Linked DNA regions of Pelodiscus sinensis: region 2 is linked to region 1. The links are chromatin contacts, called in public Hi-C maps. All regions are on one chromosome and are shown on one strand. Each heading gives the region's core, a stretch centred on a gene start, on an enhancer-like site or on the middle of the called end of the contact. The rest is flanking DNA. Distances are from core to core; before and after follow the strand shown.

The links. A called contact is a pair of places that touch in the nucleus more often than the background predicts.
Region 2: a contact with region 1 is called in a Hi-C map of an unstated tissue, with 6 times the contacts expected there. The contact joins the promoter of ZNF711 here to the promoter of CHM in region 1. A contact is called at or near these places in 2 of 5 Hi-C or Micro-C datasets (blood and an unstated tissue).

Annotation. Positions count from the first base shown.
Region 1 is chr13:14,703,760-14,707,131 of ASM4963464v1, reverse strand. It overlaps CHM (CHM Rab escort protein), which reads right to left and starts at 1,328. Exons shown (of 14, transcript XM_075940753.1): 1 at 1,198-1,328. The coding sequence starts at 1,246.
Region 2 is chr13:15,190,553-15,194,027 of ASM4963464v1, reverse strand. It overlaps ZNF711 (zinc finger protein 711), which reads left to right and starts at 1,876. Exons shown (of 8, transcript XM_075940757.1): 1 at 1,876-2,060.

The sequences.
Region 1 (3,372 bases), core at 79-2,578:
AATTGTGACAGTCTCCCCTTTTTCTTCACTCTGATCTGAGGAAGTGGGTTTTGCTCATAAAAAGTCACAATACTACACATTGAACCTCCTAGATCCGGGACTCCCTGGTCCAACAACATCTGTAGTCCAACAGGATCATACATGTTGCTGGACCAGAGAGCGCCATTGCCCAGGAGTGCAAACCAGTTGTGAGTCAAGCAGCACAGCAGAGCCCCCCACCATTGAAACTGGCCAGCCCTGGGGCTAACTGAAGCAGGGCAGCAACAGCTTGGGAGCTCCATCCCCAGAGAGCCTCAGCCAGCTGGCAAAAGCAGGCCAGTGCCAAACCCAAACCCTATAGCAGCAGAGATGGAGGGAGCGGTGGTGTCCCAGGAGGCTGGTGGCAAGGGACCTCCTCTGATCCAGTAATTTCCCTCATTTGGGAAAGGTCAGGACCAGAGGGTGCCGGACTAGAGAGAGCCAAGCCATATATTTATTAGTTTTTAAGGTGCTACAAGACTACATGTTGCTTTTTAAAGTTCTAGACTAACATGGCTATCCCCTCTGAGACATCTACTCTCAGTTCAGGTATTTGCACAGAAAATCCCTTTATAAGTGAATACAAAAAAGGAACATTTATAATAGTTTTCTGGTACATATTTTACTGTGTGTCAATCAAATATTTGAAAACTAACAATTTCCTCCAAATCAAGACATCAGCTCTTGTTGATGAGTGAAATTTAGAGACTGTCAGTATCTACCACATACAAAGAAGAACCTGTCGCCTAACATTTAATTTTAAATGCTTTAAATACTTAAGGGTATTTGACTCAACCAGGCGGAAGACTGCCTCATGTAGGCATGGTCATAGGTGTATACAAGGCTAATAGATACCACAGGAACACCTGCCCTGGTACCAACCCCCCTCAGATCCATGTTCCATTCCCTCATCCACCTCCTTGCTAAAGTCCCTACTGCCGCCTCCCTGCGCTGATCCCGCGAGCACACTTGTCAAACCCTCCCAGGCCTCAACCCCTCCAACTGTGCCCGCGCGGCGGCTGCCTGTGGCCACTCGGTCCCGCTGGCCCCGTGCACGGCCCCGCCCCTACGGCGCAACAGGCCTTACGACCCCCTGCCTCACCCCCACAGCTCTGCCCCTCGTCCCTGGACGCTACCGGCCAAAGCCACAGACCCGGCGCGAGCGCGCGACTCGCTTACCAGTTCCTATCACCACCACATCGAACTCCGAGGGCAGATTATCCGCCATCGTGGGAGGGGGGGGGGGTCGATCATGTGACCTGAGCTGGCGGAAATAACCCAACAACACCAGGCGGGCTGCTGGCGGAAGTAGCTGCTGCTTGGCGCGCCTTGCATTGTGGGCAGCATCTCTCTCGCGAGAGGGACGAATCTCTGCAAGGGGCGCGCTTGACTTAAGCTTGCGCTCCGAGCCGGTGCGTGCGCGCGCGCGCCCGAGTTATGGCTGCCATGCTGCGCGCCCGCCGCCCATGTAGCCCGCTCGCAGGGCTGGGCGGCCCCGGGGCGGTCCGGCCTGCCCGCCTCGCACTCCTGCGCTGCCGCTTCTTTCGGAGATGGCCGCCAAACTGTGCGCGTGTCCGTGCGTGCGGACTGGCCGCTGTGCGCCTGCACTAACCGTCCCTCGCAGCTGCCTTCACTCGCGCCCACCCGCAGTTGTGTCTTTTTAGGGCAAAGACGCAATTAGTGTACAATGGGGAGAATGGATGCCACCCTTCCAGGACTGCCCGGGAGTGTCCTGGCGTCAGCATCCGTCTGCAATGGCTATCGAAACAATCCTGCAGATTTTAATAGGATTTTAAGAAAGTGACATGGTCATGCTGGGGGGAGGGGTCTCAAATAGCTCCAGTCAGAGTTGGCAACCCACTATAGCGGGAAGGGCTATAAAATATTTTAGAAAATAGCTAGTTTCCTTTGTCCACCCTACATTGCCATTCATGGCTCTTCACCTATAGCTGCTCTGGAAACTGTCCAAATTATACAGCAACAGACATTACTAGCTATCCCATATGGGGGAGGGGTGCGAACATACCCTACCAGGGTCCTCCAAGTAAGCATGAGGCTGGGGTGGCATATTGCCCCAGCCTCCTTCTCCCATGTTCCCCAAGGCCAGGGAAAAGCAGGAATGGTGCAGTGCCCCAGTCTCCCTCTCCCACAGCCTAGCCAGCCAGTGGAAGGCTGGGGCTGATTTCCTCATTTCCCCCTCCCCCCCTCCCCCATGACTGTGGGCAGGGCTGGGCTGCGGGGGGGGGGGGGGGGGTGAGGCAGCTAGCAGCCCCTCCCACAGCTCCCATACACCCCCCACAAAAATTCCTGCATTTGGGCCTGCCATGCAATATACTGACTACATTTAAAGCATTCCATTACATTTTGTTCTATTACTACTTCAGTAGCTTAAATATTTGTTGATTAGCATCATTCTTACTTTCTTTCATATTTCTTATCCAAGCATATATATTAATTTTGGTTTTACATTGTAGGATGATTCGTCCTTTCCACAACAGGCACAACAATTGTTATATTTCTGTTGATTTTCTCAAAATTAGTAATATCTTTCTGGTAATGAGATGCCTCTGACCAAATGCATTATTACAGGGGGTAAATCGTTACTTTCTCACTTCCTGATGTTATGCATAAATATGTAGCCCAAAACTGCATTGGCCCTTTTTGCTACCATCTTTTATGTAATTGGTGACATAATTTGTTGTCCAGTGTCACTTCTATGGTAGGTCTGGACTTACTTTCACTTTCAAAAGAAGATATGCAAATTACACAGTAATTTCCTTATCTTCTTCTGATCGCTTTTTTGAAAGAGTTTTTTTTTTTTTCAAAAAAGCCAGCAGGTTAGATGCAGTTCCCCTTTTTTAAAAAGAACCATCTTTCTCAAAAATTGAGGTTTATAGGTTCTTTCGAAAACAGGTTGCTTTTTCAAAAAAAAAAACTTGAAAAAGAGATCAAAAGATATGCAAATTACTGCCAAATTTGCATACCTTTCGAAAGTGAAAGTAAGTCTAGACGTACCCTATGGAGATGTACTCTATAGTCTCGCGTGATACTCATCAATAAACTAGGCAAATACAACTTAGATGGGGCTACTATAAGGTGGGTGCATGACTGGCTGGATAACCATACTCAGAGGCTGTGTCTAGACTGGCAAGTTTTTCCGGATAGTCAGCAGCTTTTCCGGAAAAACTTGCCAGCTGTCTACACTGGCCATTTGAATTTCCGGAAAAGCGCTGACGATCTCATGTAAAATCATCAGTGCTTTTCCAGAAAAACTATGCTGCTCCCGTTCGGGCAAAAGTCTTTTTCCGAAAGACTTTTGCCCAAAAGGGCCAGTGTAGACAGCATAGTACTGTT
Region 2 (3,475 bases), core at 627-3,126, 490 kb before region 1:
ACATTTGGTTTAAAATATTTTTATAAAGACAAGCTTTTACATACCTTAAAACCATTACAAAAGTTAAATCCTCCCCAAATTAAAACAATTCATTAATTTTTTTCCTTCCTGAGCTGAAAAATCACACATTGCATCAGAAGGCTGGTCTAAACACACTTTATATACTGATTTTAGCTAAATTGGCTTAAAAACTGATTTTAGTTAAGTAGGTGTAACTTTTGTCTTAAATAGTATTAAGCTTAATCATCATAAGGTATTTTTAAATTATCAGAGTTTGAGATAAGTGTACCTGTCATTCCCTCCCTCTACCTATAGATAGTCCCTTAATTCTCTTCTTCTAGGTTGGGGATTTGGACAGAAATTTCCTCTCACATTTCATTGTGATCACTGTCTGTGCCTGACAGACAAAGGTGCTGAACTAAGGCCTTGTCTACACTACCAAGTTTTGTCTGCAAGACTTGTGTCAACATGCAAAGTTCACAAAATAAAGATCACCAGGTGTTCACACATGTTGACAGATCATGTCCACATTGGGGTCACTATTACTGACAGTGTGAACAATGCACAGTGAGCAAGTCAGAGCTGATCACTGCACATTCTGGGATTCCCACAGCCTCCTTAGCTGCCAGGAGCAGCATCATGAGTAGCTCTGTGAGCTCTCCATCCATAGAAATGTCAAAGCAGCATAGCAGTCTGCCTACTGCTGTGCACCAGTGCAGGGGCATTCCAACTATTTGCTTTTTGTTTGTTCTCCAAAGGAAACAGCACACTCAGTTGTCAGGTACTTTCAGGAGCCTTAAAAGGGGGAGAGGACCACATGCCTGTAGGACAATAGAGATCAAAACACTGAGCAGAGTCATCAGAGCAGTCATTGTGGGATACTGGTAGAAGCCATTTCAGTGGATAAAAGGAACTGCAAAAGGAGTCTGTCCTAGCTTTTTGTCAACAATAAAGGGAGGGGAAAAGAAAAAAAGTATGTTGTATGTGTGAAAGATTGTTTTTCTCTGAAACTGGGTATTTTTCTCAACAAGTGTCACATTGGTACATGCATGCTCCAGTTTCCAAAAGGCAGTTTTGGGCAACAAAACTTTATAGTGTAGACAAGGCTTAAGTCATTGTGTCTGAGTTAGTTGAGCACCCAGCAGTCCTGCTGGTAAACTATCTTCCACATGGATAGGGACAAGGGTGCTTAACACAGGGTCTCTCTCTCTTGGTCAGTTACATGTCAGTTCTTCAGTGTAAGCTCTCTCCCTATATCCCAATTTTCAGTTGTTTATCAGGTTAAGCAAGTAAATGCCATTTCCTCCATGGGCCAAGGCTATTTCAGATTAGCTACCTACCTAAAAATGAACACTGATAATCCCTCCACCTACAAGATTTTACTTCCCTCAGTAAACACCTATCCACAAGTCATGGGGAGAAAACCCTCACTAATATGGCCCCCAACTGAGAAGCAGAAAGACACTCCACCACATTCCCCTCACACACCAAAGCCTAGTGGGGCCCAGGCTAGATTGTGTGTGCTCCAGCCCAGCTGTGGGGCAGCAGAGGCGCTGGAGCACTGTGTGGACTCCTCAGTACTGGGGTGGGTCCTGAGCCTCTGGGGCTGAATCCAACAAAGCCAGGAGCCGCATCTGGCCCTCCGGGTGTGAGGTTCCCCACCCCTTCCCATAAACATATTTGCACAAATTGCTACGCTAGCCTTTGACTATTTCATATTGCAATACAGTCTGTCGCATGCAGCCTTCCAGTTGCCGCGCACAACTGGGGTGTCTCCCCCAGCCCCGCTTTGCTCTCAGGGCACGTTTGAGAGCACAGTAAGGGCAGCGACCCCAGCGGCGGTTCTGCGCATGCTCCCATCTCTGGGGCACGCTCCGGCGCTCAGTGACGCGAGGCTGGTGGGGGAGGGGGAGAAGGCCGCGCGCGCTCGCGCCCCGATTCCTAGCCCAGCCTGTGATTGGTGCAGGCCGCGGACCTGGCGGCCCCGAATGCAAGGCCCCTGCGGCCCGCCGACCCTCAGCCGGGCCCGAGCCCGCTGTACGGCGCAGGGACCCGCACAGGTGAGCGAGGTGCTAGCGCTGGACCAGCGGCGCGGGGGTGGGGGTAGGACAATGGAGGCGGCTAGGCCTTAGCGCAGGCCGCGCCCCTGGGCCTGTGCGCTTTGCTGCCGCCGCCGGGCTCGCCCGCCACCTCCCCGCTCTCGGCCTGTGGGCTGCGCCCGCCGGTGCCTCTTCCTAGGCTGGGCCGGCGCAGGTCCTGGATCCCTCGGCCGAGGGGCCTCTTGGGCGGCCATAAAATGGCGGAAAACAAGATGTCGGCGGTTGGGGCGCGAGAGGTTTCGCTCGCGCGCGCCGCGGGACGGGCTCTGCCTGGCTATTCTCGCTGCACCCTGAACGGGGGCTGAGGGGCGACGGCTCCGGTCCCGCAGCCGCCCGGGCTCCAGGCCTCTGGGCGCCGCAGAGGAGCAGCGGGCCTAGCGGCCCGGGAGAGTAGGGCTCTGCACGGGCCCGGGGAGCGCGCCTGAGGAAGTCCCGCCGAGCTGCAGCCCTGACTCATCACGAGCGCCTTTGTCTTCCCGGCGCGGCGCTCGCACCCCTCCCCCTCCCGCAGAGGCACGGCAGGGGGCGCTGGCGCCCTGCGCGTAGCCGTGCGGCCTCGGGATACCAGGGAAGCTGGGGCCGCAGGGCTCTTAACGTGCCGGGATCCAGGGGCGAGCGAGAGCTGTGCAGCGGCTCCCCCTGCGCTGTCCCTCTATTGCGGCACTGGGTGCTGCCAGCCCTCCGCGCGCAGGCCCGTCCGAGCTGCAGTGTTGCGGTCGTCTCATACGCTGCCACTAGCCAGCGCGCGCACTGGCGCCTCGGACTCGCAAGCACGCGCGCTTGCCAGTACTCTGACCACACGCTGACGACTGGCCTGGTGGTGTTCATGCGCAGGCCCTGCCAGTAGTTAACACACGCACACCCATACACACACACACACCTCTGTGGTGTCTTGGCATATGCTCTGTCAGTGTTTAGTATGCACACTCCTTTCTGTTGTTTTGGGGTGAGCACTTCTATGTCCTCTTGGTATTTACACACTCTATCACATCTTTCTTTTGTGCATATGTGGATGGCCTTCTGTTTTTCAGGTCTCACACCTGTTCTGTCACGGTTGAAGTTTTATTACTTCTTTGTCATATGTTTAAAATATTCTGGAGACCTAGAAGTACTAAAATTACGTTTTTGCTTAGAGTGAGCAATTTTATTTTACTTGAATAGGCAATAATCTTTTTTTCAATTTTGTTATGGTAAATGAAAGAGGCAAGAGAGATTTCATACCTATCTGTGGTACATTTTCATGACTATTTTGCAGGCTGATATTCTACTTAAGACTGTGTTCCAATAGACATACTCATTTTATACTCAGAACTCTGGTCATCTGAAGAAGTGGGCTGTACCCATGAAAGCTCATGATACCATCTATGTGTTTTGTT